3 separate regions of the Zea mays genome follow, and all the other regions are linked to region 1. A link is a contact called in public Hi-C data. All regions are on one chromosome and are shown on one strand. Each heading gives the region's core, a stretch centred on a gene start, on an enhancer-like site or on the middle of the called end of the contact. The rest is flanking DNA. Distances are from core to core; before and after follow the strand shown.

Region 1 (4,430 bases), core at 1,401-3,900:
GATGAAGATTCCCAATCAGGGGTAAACCAGAGACAGCTGCATGAAAAGAAATAAAATAACTCGAGGGTTTGGTTCTTTTGCCCTGACATAAAATATGTAATATTGGATAAGAACATAGTTTCATTAAATGCTGGACCTGGTAACCATGTTGTTCTTAATTTTTAGTCTCTGCATGGAAATAAGCACATGCTTGCTCATAACTAGTTTTTCTATACAATATCAAGTTAAAAGAAAAATATTTAAAATATTCATGATGGTTTGTGGAGTTGGTAGTGTTATTGACTTATCTTACTGCTAGGAATACTATGGGAAAACAACACCAAGGCAACTGCTATTCAAAGGTTTGTGCACAATATAAAAAATCCTTAGTTTAGCACACTATAATATAACAATTTAAAAGGATTCAAGGAACAACATACTTTGTATTGGATTCTTAGACAGTTTATAAATCAATATAAGAAGCTGAAATAAGCAGGGAGAATAACTTATTGAAAGTTGATTCATGAGCAAGCCTTTAAATATAAAAAAAACTCGACCTGCAGGGGTAAGACAGCCCCCGGGCATTGTAGTAACAAGAAGACCTTCTCACACAGGTCGAGAAAACCCCCGAACCCGACCCCACCCATACACAGCGGCATCGAAATCCATGTGAGAACGACCACGACCGGGGCTGAGCCTTAGACCTCTGCTTTGGCGTGGGACAAATGAGAGGATTTTTTAAGTGTTTTTTAAATTGGTGCCCTTAGTTTTGATGGTGTGCTCACTTATACCCTTAGTCGTGTTTTTGCTCAACTGTGCCCTTCCAGTGCTATAGAACAGAAGGGCACAGCTGAACAAAAAAACACGACTAAGGGTATAGGTGAGCACACCACCAAAACTAAGGACACCAATTTAAAAAACACTTTCAGACCACATAACCAACTCAGCTAGAGACCCTTTCGCAGCAAGCCTTTAAATAAGGTAGTACTGAAATTTCAGGAGTCTCCTTTTCGGCAGTGACTCAACTGTACGAATCACTCTTTTAGTGTGCGTTTCGGAGGAAGAATCACCCATTTTATCCCTTCTTATATAAAAATTATTTTCTTAGAAATATAAATGAACGTACGAAATATCAAATTTCCCCTGTGACACTGCACATGGAAATATCAAGACTGCCGACTGCTTTGCATAACTTTTTCGAAGAAAAATATACATGGCTTTAGTTGTTGCTGTCAGTTGGTGGAAGGTCAGACCTATGTACAGTCCAAGTACAACAAGATTGATATTGAACTGATCTGCGACAATGAATTAGGTGGGGCCATGGAGATGGCGCTATTAGTATTCCACACTCCATACATACTAGAGTACTTAAAACAACTCAGAAACGTCTGGAAGCTTCTCTTTCGTTCACAACTTGTGCTCATGCGTAAGAGACATGAATCAAGAAATTTTCACTGTAAATTTCACACAGCCTACTGATTGTGCCTTATTGTCAGGTTAAGGAACTGCTATAATTCGAGGTCAGGATTTTAATTCTGAAACAGAAAGTATTTAGGCAGTTAGGCACGTTGGCGTAGTAGTCCACCGATACTGATACGCGTGCACTAAAGGAGAGCATACCACAGAACTAGGCATAGTTTTGCACAGCTCCACCTCCACCTTAAACTATTCCCAGGCACGCTCAGAATGTGATTCGGTAATCGGTAGTGGTCCAGTATGCATGGCATCGATCAGAATCCATACCCTTCATTTTTTACTAGGATTAGCAACTACACTAGGAAACGTAAGAAATAATTTATTTATATCCACAATAAATATCCACAATAAATGTGGATGCGCGGACGTGATTATTGGGAATGCTGGAAATAATTTTTCTTAAACCCTCCATCACCCCATAAAGAACATAAAAATTAAAAACTAGACGGAGGCCGAGCTTATCACATATTCCCTTCGTCCTGATTTAGTCGTTTTGTATTTAGTCTAAATCATCGTCAATTTTGACGGATGTTTCATAAGATTTATAACATAAAAATAGTTACTAGATTAATCGTGACTTAAACTACAATAATATGTAGTTCCTTAAATTTAAAATAATTTAACTTTATATATTGTTAATTAAAATTAAAATAGTTTGACAACATAAAACGACAAAATCACATGCACGGAGCGAGTAGGTCGCCAGTGCCCCATCTATCATAGTGGAACAATCACGACCGGAACCGAATCTTTACGCTTTGGCGTGGAAGGGATCTTTTAACCACACGAAATTCGCTTACACGGTCAGTCCTCACAACAAACTAAAGAGTGCTCCTCACGGTCACACCACCAAACTAACTGGAAGTCTGGAACAACGTAGTAAGAAATAAACAGTTTCTACCGACGCAAGGATCCGGGCTAAATAAAGGATCAGAACGACAGGTTCCGCATTAGATTGAGAGCGCGGGATCATGTCGGGTGACTGACCTGGGGGCGCGTTGAGGTGTTTCTTGGACCCGACAAGGCCGACCTTTCCGGCGAGCGCGGCAGCGGCCACCAGCCCACCGAAGGCCGCCGCCGCCGCAGCGCCGCCCGCGGGGAGCGCAGCCACTAGAGACTCCATGAGTGAACCGGACTGGGCGCTGCCCGTGCGATGGATCGGAATGGGGATCGACCGGGCCGCAGAGTGGAGAGGGAGACTGGAGATGAGGGACAGCGCGGCGCGACGGACGGCCTTTATACTGTACCAAAAACGCAGCAGCAGGTGAACGCGACGCGACGCGAGCGAGACGTGGCCCCTTGAGGGATGAAAGCCGAACCGTTAACAAATTTTATATTTTAAAATAGATATATATAAAATTTGATATAAAATTATTTTATTTATTATTTGCTCCCTATAACATAAAAATTGAAAATTTTACCGAATTTATTTTTAAATCCATACCGAAGTTTATATCTATTATTTGAGAAAATATATGATAAATTTGAGATTTACCTTTTATAAATCTTTATAAGCTAAATGTTAAAAACAATGAATACAAATTTGTATTTTTGATTCTATCCTATTTATTCACAATAAAAAACGACTAAAAACTGATTACCGAATAAATACCGTTTCCGACCGTTTTCATCCCCGTGGTGGGAAGGAAGGGAAAAGTTTGGGGAGGCGAACGCTGGGTGTCCTTTGATTCATCTACTTTTTTATTACATGTGATATGCACTTTCGATAAGCTTCACAAAGATAAAGTCATACTAGTCGGTTGTCCGTGCGTTGCGACGGGTCACAACAATACCTACGTAAACTATCCACCAAAAAGATCTAAAGTTTTTTTATTGATTGTCTCCGCTCTCCGTATAATTTTTTTATTTGACTAACTGATGTTGTTGTTTACTCCATCCAATATGTCTTGGTACAACACGTTCAATGATCAATGAAGGGAGCGATTAGAAGAGAGTTCACAATGACTGACTGAACGAATAGAGATTATAGAATGACATAATTCCACCATACATAGACCAAATAAGAGAAAGTTTGTGAGCTCAAGTTTCTAAAATAAGTCACATGAACTCAAACTTACAAAAAAGATAGGTCAAAATATGGAGTGGTTGCTAAAGTCAATCATCAATAAAAACTGGATGTGCTCCTTACAAATTATGGCACTTTATAGCAATTACTAACGTTTGAAACCAACAAATAATCTTTCCTTTTATTGTTAGTGTGAAAAAACATTGTTGCTCCATCCAATTCAGCAACCTCAAACAACATGGATTCTATTGCACCAATGTGGTTTCAGAAACGTCCTAATGCATGCAAGAGCCAATAACACAAGGGACGAGCACCCTGTGGTAGTGCCCGCATGGATCTCCAAATGTTAACACATATTTTGCAGGATCCATGACCCACCATCAGAAAAACGCAAACCACGTGCATACAATAAATAAAGTATTAATAGACCCAAATTATATTCAGTCCCTAGCACAACAAAAAACTAACACCCAAAACAACAGAGGAACAACACACTAATATTTGCAATGACAGAACGATGGGTGACAGGTACACATAAGTGGTAGAAGCATACCGAGTCGACACCGTGGTAAGGGAAATGTCATGTAGACAGGCAATGTCGAGCCATCGAACGGATACCATAGGCATCAAATCAGGGACCCCCATCCATCGCCTCATCCACTTCCAAGGTTTGTAGAGCAGGAAGGGAAGGGAAGAGGCGGACATACCTGTTCGTTGCCGTAGAAGGACACGACGAAGACCTGGGCATCTTAAGGCGACATAGGTAGGGCACATTGCGCTGGCCAGGAATGAAATCTCTTTCTATGTTCCTGGTGACCTACTGGTCTCCGTATATGGTGATTGCACCTTGGGGGCCTAGGATCTTCATGCATAGGTATAATCCGTGTATAACTGTTTCAAGTTTATTGATGGATCCTCGCCCCATGATGGCGTTGTAGGGATAAACCAT
Region 2 (4,430 bases), core at 694-3,193, 560 kb after region 1:
GATGATGTAGACTCTTACAAAGGGATAAATTCCAGCATTGTACATGTCTAAAATGTAAACCCTTCCTGTGAGCGATAAACTGGTATCAAATTGACAAATATAAAGAACCAAAATCCAAAGAAAATTAAAATATGTACCATCATTAGCAAAATCTTTTTCGTGTCCATTTCCTTGGTGGGCATCCAGGTCTATGATCAATACACTGCAAATGTTTGAAAAAGAAGGTCAATTTATTTGTATAGCTATGTTACACCCTTGCATAGGACTGCCAACAATGTAAATATATATTGACCAACTGCCTGAGAGGATGTCTACAAGCCTTGCACTGTTCTAGGATGGATTCACATCACAGAAACTGTGTTGTGGATGCACTCATCAGTCGCACATTTCAGCGTCGTAGTACAACAAATCCTGCACCTTCTTACAACACTGATGCATGCGAACAATGGATGCATCCACAATAACGTTCTTCCTTATAATCGCTCCAGTAACAAAAAGAGTGACATTTTTAGACACTGACATGGTTTCCAAAACAGAACTTTGACTAGTAATGTCTACAATAATACATTGGCAAACCATACCACAACTGAATGACTGTACTTCTGAGACGAACTACTCATACCATTTCTCGCTGTTCAGATCAATAAACATTAAGTAATTGACGATCAAAATTCAATAACTTAACTGAAAGTCTGCGATTACACGAAAATGACATTGTTTGGTCACTGGAGGGAGCATAAGCAGAATGTGCAGTCAAACAAGCATAATAAGAGACTCACCCAATCAAGCATATAACTCACGAAAACATAGTTATTATAGCAAACAAAACTACCGATAAAGGGTTTACCTTGAGATATTTAGACGGACAAAAGCAAACTGGATGCAGAGAGAGATGTCAGCGTATGCACAAAATCCACCCCCTTCATCTGCTGAACAATGGTGAAATCCTCCACCAACATTAATAGCCCAACCTCTCTCAAATGCAAGTTTGGCTGATAAAATGGACCCACCCACCTGTGAAAAGAAATTTTATCATCCTCCCCTGATAATCACATTATGCATACGAATTTACAAATAATCCAAAAAGGCAAACACATATTCACACTAGAATACCTGCTTCCGGAAGGGGTGTAGTAGCTTTCTGTGCACAATCCAATTAGGGACAAGCGACACAGGAGGGACCTAAGATATCAAACACCTGTCAATCACTCAACCACAATACATAATTCACCACCAATCAGGCCAACCCCACTTCTGAAAAATCAATACCTCTACAATGGAGGAAACTCTGAAGCTGCATTTGAGACTGTTCAAATACGCCTCCGTGTGCACCTGGTTAATCAAGCCATGCAAGGGATTCATCAGACCAAATACACTATGAAGTCTGAACCAGGCGAAAATCAGATTCCTGATTCTTGATTAATTACCACTAGCAAATCCTCCTTGCAGGCTTCCAATGGCTCCACCATCTGTTTCTTGTCGAGGTACCCTTCCCTGGTGAGGTACCTACAGATGCGGCCCCATTTGGCGGATTCAAACGGGTGCCTGCACACGCACGCCGTGTCAAAAACATTTGAACGCCGATGCGTATTTCTGCATAGGTGGTGGACAGGCGGGAAGGCAGCTCACAGCTTCTCAAGGCCGAGGAAGGAGATGTCGTATGCCGGCGAGTAAACCACCGGCGCCTGCAAGAAAACATTGGATTGAGACAAGGACAGCTCGCGCGTATCTTGGAAGCTAGAGATGGGACGATGCCCGCGACCGACCTTGGAGGACGGGACCTCGAGGTAGAGCTTGCTGGAGAGGATGCGTTTCTGGCGTAGCGCCTCCCCGGCCAGGGCGGGCGCAGGTGAGGAGGAGGAGGAGGCCATCGCCCGCCAGCGGGAGAGAGAGGGAGAGGTCCCGTGCCGCCGTGCCGGGATTGGGGAGAAGCCGAATGGTCGCGGTGGACGAGGAATCCTGCGGTGGCTGATCGGCTGTGGCGCGCGCGCGTTCCGCGCAGAGGAACAGCGGTTGCGGTGCCGGGAGAGGATTCGGCGTACTGTGTACCATTTTAGGCAGCGGGGCTTCCATGGTGCCCACCATTTGACTATTCATTTTGCAAACCAAACCTTTCTTCATTGAGTAAAATACATTTCCAATTCTTAAACTTATAATAATTATATGTCATTCCATTTTACAAACTTTAAAATATGTCAGTCTAGTACTTAATCATTGTTCGGATCTCTGTTAGGTCTAAAATATGTCAGTCTAGTACTCCATATATCAACATGTGTATCTTTTTTTCTCTATTTTCCACATTCACATGATGACATGTAGGGTTAATATGTTAACCACGACATGTGTAAACCTAACTGAGACCCAAACAACGATTAAAAATCGCACTGACACACTTTAAAAGTTTGTGGATTGAAATGACACAGGACGACAAGTTTGAGCACCAGAAATGTATTTTACTCTTTCCTCATTTCTTGAAATGAATTTATTCATGTATTATTTCTGTTTTTTTTAACGATCAAGACCTAAGATTTGTCTTTGTAGTGCATACATGTATCTAAGATTTATTATTTTTTTTGTATTTCTAGCTCATTTCATCGAGACAGAGAAGAATACTAATATGTAGGAATTTTGTTTTCATGGTGCACATATGAAGCTAAGATTTATTATTTTTATAAAACTTTCTACATTGAATTTGTATGTCAAATTTTAAGATAAAATCTATAGATACACTAGGGATGTGCATTGTTTTAAATTTTTGAAAACTTGTATTGTATTGGTCTTGAGAATGAACAAATGTATAAATAACTATTGGCATGCTCGCATTTGATCTACTTTGAATTAGACCTATGTGGCGTATATTGTTGTGGATTGTGAGGCTTAATTCAAACTAGTACAATGCATGTATCTTGCGATGGTGCATAATTCGATAAAATATTAGCATATAACGATTATATTAAAATGAGCAATACATATATTATCATTGACCTTAGTATCTCACAAATTATCTACCAACAACCAATATTAAACTAAACTTAGGATATGAAGCGCCTCCTCCTCCTCTCCCGAGTCTCAGCCACACATCACCAGTGGCGATGCCTCCTCCTTTCCCTTGGCTGTGTCTTGCTCCGCTACCTGCAGAGGCGCATGGCGATGAAGAGTCACGATAGCTGTTTGAGGTGCTTGCCAATGGAGGAAGGTTGATGTCCTCTATGGTTGTGCGGAAGAATCTAGATGACGGAGGCAGAGATGGGGAAAGATATGGTAAGTTGGGAGTTAATATATGACAGCAACAACAAGGAGAAGAAGGCGGTCGTGGTGGTTGTAAGTAAGCCTTACTTATTTGGTTGTTAGAGGTAACAATTATCTAGTTGTTAGACAGGCGAGACGTGGTTGCAAGTAAGGCTTACTTATCTGAGTGTTTGCCACATGTTAAATTTGCTTATAATAGGGATGTACACTCCACAACAAAATTTAGTCTGTTTCAAGTAGTGTATGGTTTTAATCCACATGATCCAATTGATTTATTACCTTTGCCTCTTGAAATTGTGAAATTAGATGCTTTGCAACATGTTGATTTCATTTGAAAGTTGCATGACACAACTAAACATAAAATTTAAAAGATGAATGGGGAGTATAAACTTGCTAAAAGGTACGAAGGTTGTAAAACCTAAACTAGGTGATTTGGTTTGGTTCACTTATGAAAATATCTATTTACATATTTGAGAAAGCCTAAAGTAATGTCTCGTGCAACAGGTCCTTTCATGGTACTTAAGAAAATCAATGACAATGCATATAAACTTGAGTTGTCTGTAGATTTTAGGGTTAGTCCACATTTTAAATTTCATATTTGTGTCCGTATTTGGGCGAGGAAGATGGAATGTCATCGAGGACGACTTCAATTCAAGAGGGAGATGATGAGGACATGATGCTTCTCCTCCTATATTTCGGGGACCAACAACAAGAGCATGTGCATGTCAACTTCAATTGCAATTTAACTCATTCTTAAGTTCTAGTCTTTATGAAATTCAGGACCGATTGCTACCTAATGAAATTATTATTGTTTTGAACGATGGACAAGCATATTAGGGACTTAAGAACCATCAAGGAAGCACCCAAGGACATGGACAAGGTGATGGATGAGCACAACAAGCTGGATTCCTACTCGAAGATGGATTCGAGTCCTACTCGGAGTTGAGGACCAATTTGACTTCAAATTAATGCCTTGGATGCATTCAGACTCAAATTTGGATGTTATTTATATGGATAAAAAGCTAACTACAAGAACTTTCTAATAGTCTCACTTCCAAATTCAAGTAAAGTCATTGGGAATCTTCCAAACAATTCTGATATCATAATCTATTTTGGTGTTGTGCTACCATATGGACTCAATAACCCTTGTACCAAGTTGAGTCCATTAGGGACACATCTTT
Region 3 (4,430 bases), core at 925-3,424, 520 kb before region 1:
ATTGTCAATAGGTTTTCCAGAACCATTAAAAATGCGCCCAAGCATATCAAGTGAGACAGGAGTTTTCAAAACCTGTAAAAGAAACACAATGACTGTATAATCAAACAAGATGGGAATTTCTCAATAAACAGGGTACTAAAGAAAACAATATCATTGTTAAATTTAACCTGGTAGATCTGTGGACTTTATTCTTCTATTGGTATAAACTATACAATTGACAATTAACATGACTACTATAGATAACTTTATGGTGGAACAAGGTGTGCTTATCATATATCTTGTAAATTTGCCTTATGGACTAGATTCCCAAATTGAAATGATCTAGCCCAAAGTGTTTTTGCCTACTAAACACTTCATTGATAAGTAAATAACAAATAAAATCACAAGATGAAGTACCTCGCCTGTAAACTGCACGGTTGTGTATTTGTTGTCTATTCCAGAAGTTCCTTCAAAGACCTGATGAATAATGCAGTTAATTAACAAACTAAGTTTTCTGGGAATGGAACTAACATGACCATACTGCAGAATCAAAATCAAATTAGAACTACTGCTAAAAAACAATCAGGAGAATGGAGAAGTAACCTGCACAACAGCTTTTTCGCCATCAACTTCCAGGACTTGACCACGGCGATTGGTGCCATCTCCAAGTCGGATGTTTACAATTTCTTGGTACTTTGGGCCCTAATGATGGATACACAAGCAAAGGAAGTATAAGAGGCTAGCAGAATGAGCTGTTCAAAATCTGCAGGGTAGTTAGCATCATATTGGAGAAAACTGTGCACACCTTTACTTTATCCAATATGACCAGAGGCCCAGCAACACCAGATACAGTCCTGTACTCTGCACAGGTACACAGGTAAATTACTAACTACTAACTAGTACATGTCACCTTTGTAACGTAGCCCAAAAAGCATGATTTCAAACAGGCATACACCTTCCACAAAAGAAGCCCAAGGTATGCACTTTGATCAGCAAATTTCTGTTACCCATATAACACAAAAGAAGTCTTATATTTATAATGGCAGTGGCATGTGTCAATGGCTCAATGCAGGCATGCAGACCAATACATCGAAGATTCAGTAATTGGTAATTCATGAAGCCTCCACATTGGATGTGACATGAATCACAATTCCCGAAAAGCAATACATGCAAATAGATGAACTAATTTTAAACTAAAAGTGTGATCTAGCAAGTGTGCCAGACCTGAAACTAGTTACATAGTTGAAACAGCAAATCTACAAGCTAAACTAGATGCATCCTGTTGCACTATTGTAGTATGGTTTAACAAAAGCCTTGTGAAGTGAGTTGATGTATTGTTAGGAGAATCTACAGTGTTATATACTAATACCATGCGTTTATAAAATCCAAAGCATTGGTAATGCAACCAAGCTATAAGCTAGCCGATGACCCAATATATTGTCTCATAGCTTAGGATCATTTATAAGCAATGTGTTTGTCTCCTCAAAGTGCAAATCATCACTACATATCCACGCTAGGATGCTAGTACCAGTGATGCATCGGTATGACTATGCGACACATCAACAGCTGAAAGGATAAATACTAAACATCCTAAGGAATACTGCGCGCGAGCTTGGATCTCGTCGCTAGTAACTCACCCATGCCGATCTCAAGGGTTCCCTCCTCCATGTCGATGCCTTCCTTCACCAGGCCCATGCTGAAAAACCTGGCAACAGCCAGCCACGCCATCAGAACCGAGAAAAAGGAGCGGAGCTGATCCGAGTTACCCCAATCCACACAGATCACTCTGACTATCCGATCCACCAGAAATTGTAGAGAGATCAGCAATCCAAACAAATCGGCAACAGACAGAGTAAAACCGCAGCCGCTGTTGCTGAACGGAAGAGGGAGAAAGTGCGGAGGCAGGCTGGGCACAGATCAGAGAGTGTTTCGGCGGTGGGCGTGGCCGCCCTCGTGTCGCCCAGTAGGGACAACCCGAGCGATGGATTGCCGGAGGAGGAGCGGGGGTGGAGATGAGATTGCGGGGCCGGAAGAAGGCGTACCTGGATCTGGATCGCGCCGCGGAGAGGCTACGCTGCGGAGTTGGGAAGGAACGTGCGAGACGGGAGGAGGTGGCAGATCGGATAGGCGAGGCGACGGCACGGGTGGAGGGAAGGAGAGGTGGGGAGGAGACGTGCAATTAATGCCCAAAATTATAACCAGAGAGGGGCAGACGGACGTTTTGCGTCTTTGCCCTGAACGATTACGGAATTTTCGGCATTGAATCCCAAACCGCCGTCCGATATCAAACGTTAACTAGATTTATAAATAAGTATTATTAATATTTATATCTCTAAATAATTTTATTATAAACTAGACTTAAAATCTATCTAATGATATTAATACTATATTATAATTATTAATATTCCTTTTTTAATATGATTTTCGAGCCAGCACTACGAACCGAGGCTATGGCCCAAACACTGCATGACACTCGTGACGGGTTGGCCCAATCACTGTTAAATTGGTCGTGCCTCGGGCCGGCTTGCTAGACACTTCTCATTTAGTCATTTATACCTCCGCACGATAATGATGGTCCTCGCCTCAGTTGCCACCACCTCGTCCATCATTCTACTTCTTTTCTCTCTCCTGCCATGCCTCTATCTCCGCGCCACACCATTCTCGGCAGAGGGCGTAGGAGCAGGTGCCTCCTCCCTGTATTCGTCCAACGTCAGCCCCGACATCGACTCGCGCAGTGGCTATTGCACGTCCACGAGGACATTTCACATCATGCGTGCACCATCGTTTTCGCCGTCGTCGGACGTCTCGTTCGTCTTCCCGGCCTTCGCCCTGTTCTTCCTCCCAACCTGTTGCCCCTGCCCACGGTCGTAGCCACAAGCCGACCGACGCTCGTCGACGCGGATACAGGGTGAGTCGGTCATGCTCCTGGCCTTTCTTCGTGCGTGCCGTCGAGTAGGACATGGTGGTGCCTGTCACGCTTAGGTTATTCTAGCGATGAGGAGTCCAGGTCTGAGATATTGGACAACTAAGGTCATAGTGTGGCAGGAGTCGACATATGCTACGGAGTTGGTGGTGGTATTGTGTCGCTTCGGCGGGTACAAGGCTGGGAAGACACTCGCATTCTCTCGCCCTTTTCGGACTGACGCCTGGTGCGGGTGTCTCTTGGTTTGGAGCTGCTCCGGTTGGGCTTCTTTCTCTGCTTGTGTGCTCTCTCCCTATATATCTAGCGGTATACAACCTATGTCGACTCCAGATGCCCAGGTCTTCGTCGTGTCCTTCTCTGGCAACGAACAGGTATGCCCGCCTCTTCTCTTCCCCTCCTGCTCTACGAAACCTTAGAAGTGGGGACGCGAGGGATGGGGGTCTCTGATTTGCTGCCTATGGTACCCGTGGTTCATAAAAAATATTATGTGAAGAGTGGAGACAACTAATAAAAAATCTTGAGATCTTTTTGGTGGATAATTTACGTGGGTATTGTTGTGAGCCGTCGCAACTAGGGCTGGAAAAAAAAAGCTCGAGGCTCGCGAGCCGGCTCGGGCTCGATCAGGCTCGGCTCGGTGAGGCTCGCGAGCCTAAACGAGCCCAAGTCGAGCCTAATTCCGCGGCTCGCTACACTAACGAGCCGAGCCGGCTCGGTGAGGCTCGCGAGCCGGCTCGAGGCTCGGTCCAAACTACTGCTTACTCGTATCTCCGTTGACCAGTGTGTAAGTGTGTTGTTTTGGTCACAACTCACAAGGAACTAGAGTGCAAGGACATAATTTTTTATTATATGGAACATATTGTGCTTCAAATTTGAGCTAATGACTATAACTACTGTTGTTGAGTACTTGAGTGTACAGGCTCGCGAGCCGAGCCGACTCGCGAGCCTATATCGAGCCGAGCCGAGCCTCATTACCGAGCTCGCTAAGTGACCGAGTCGAGCCTGGCTCGGCTCGCTATTCCACCGAGCCTCACCGAGCCGAGCCCTAGTCGCAACGCACGGGTAACCGACTAGTTATAATCTATGGGTCTGTTTGGTTGGGCTGTGGCTGTGAAAAAAGCTGTTGTGGGCTGTGAGCTGTGGAAAAAAGTTGTTGTGGGCTGTGAACTGCTAAAAAGCTAAAAATCGTTTGGTGGAAACCACTAAAAGTCGCTAAAATTTTTTCCATATATATTTTCACAGTTCCACCTAAAAGCTGCTAAAAGCAGGTCTAGAGGTGCTTTCAGTTTTGCACTACAAGAAAGTCGGCTTTTAGAAAAAGCTGCTTTCCAGATTCAGCCCTTTGGTTTGACTTTTGGCTTTTAGGGGGCAAAAGCCAAAGCCAAAAGTCAAACCAAACACACCCTATATGTAGTTGTTTGGTAGTCTAGATTATACAAATGTAGATTATTCACAAAGACAACAGTACCCTTGTTTGTTTATTTGAGGTGCAGAAAGAAGGATGACATATATTGTAATTTCTATTTACATA

What was found. A called contact is a pair of places that touch in the nucleus more often than the background predicts.
Region 2: a Hi-C map of tassel shows a contact between it and region 1, with 2.3 times the contacts expected there. The contact joins the promoter of LOC100277470 here to the promoter of LOC100274015 in region 1. A contact is called at or near these places in 2 of 25 Hi-C or Micro-C datasets (ear and tassel).
Region 3: a Hi-C map of tassel shows a contact between it and region 1, with 2.7 times the contacts expected there. The contact joins the promoter of LOC100286306 here to the promoter of LOC100274015 in region 1. A contact is called at or near these places in 3 of 25 Hi-C or Micro-C datasets (ear, endosperm and tassel).

Annotation. Positions count from the first base shown.
Region 1 is chr9:84,056,354-84,060,783 of Zm-B73-REFERENCE-NAM-5.0, forward strand. LOC100274015 (kaurene oxidase1) reads right to left here and starts at 2,651. Exons shown (of 8, transcript NM_001148400.1): 1 at 2,443-2,651; 2 at 1-36. The coding sequence starts at 2,578.
Region 2 is chr9:84,614,060-84,618,489 of Zm-B73-REFERENCE-NAM-5.0, forward strand. It overlaps LOC100277470, which reads right to left and starts at 1,944. Exons shown (of 13, transcript NM_001279564.2): 1 at 1,767-1,944; 2 at 1,630-1,685; 3 at 1,428-1,545; 4 at 1,270-1,332; 5 at 1,114-1,182; 6 at 848-1,014; 7 at 138-202; 8 at 19-65. The coding sequence starts at 1,871.
Region 3 is chr9:83,539,812-83,544,241 of Zm-B73-REFERENCE-NAM-5.0, forward strand. LOC100286306 (vacuolar ATP synthase subunit B) reads right to left here and starts at 2,175. Exons shown (of 15, transcript NM_001159193.2): 1 at 2,022-2,175; 2 at 1,617-1,684; 3 at 785-840; 4 at 583-681; 5 at 397-456; 6 at 1-72. The coding sequence starts at 1,674.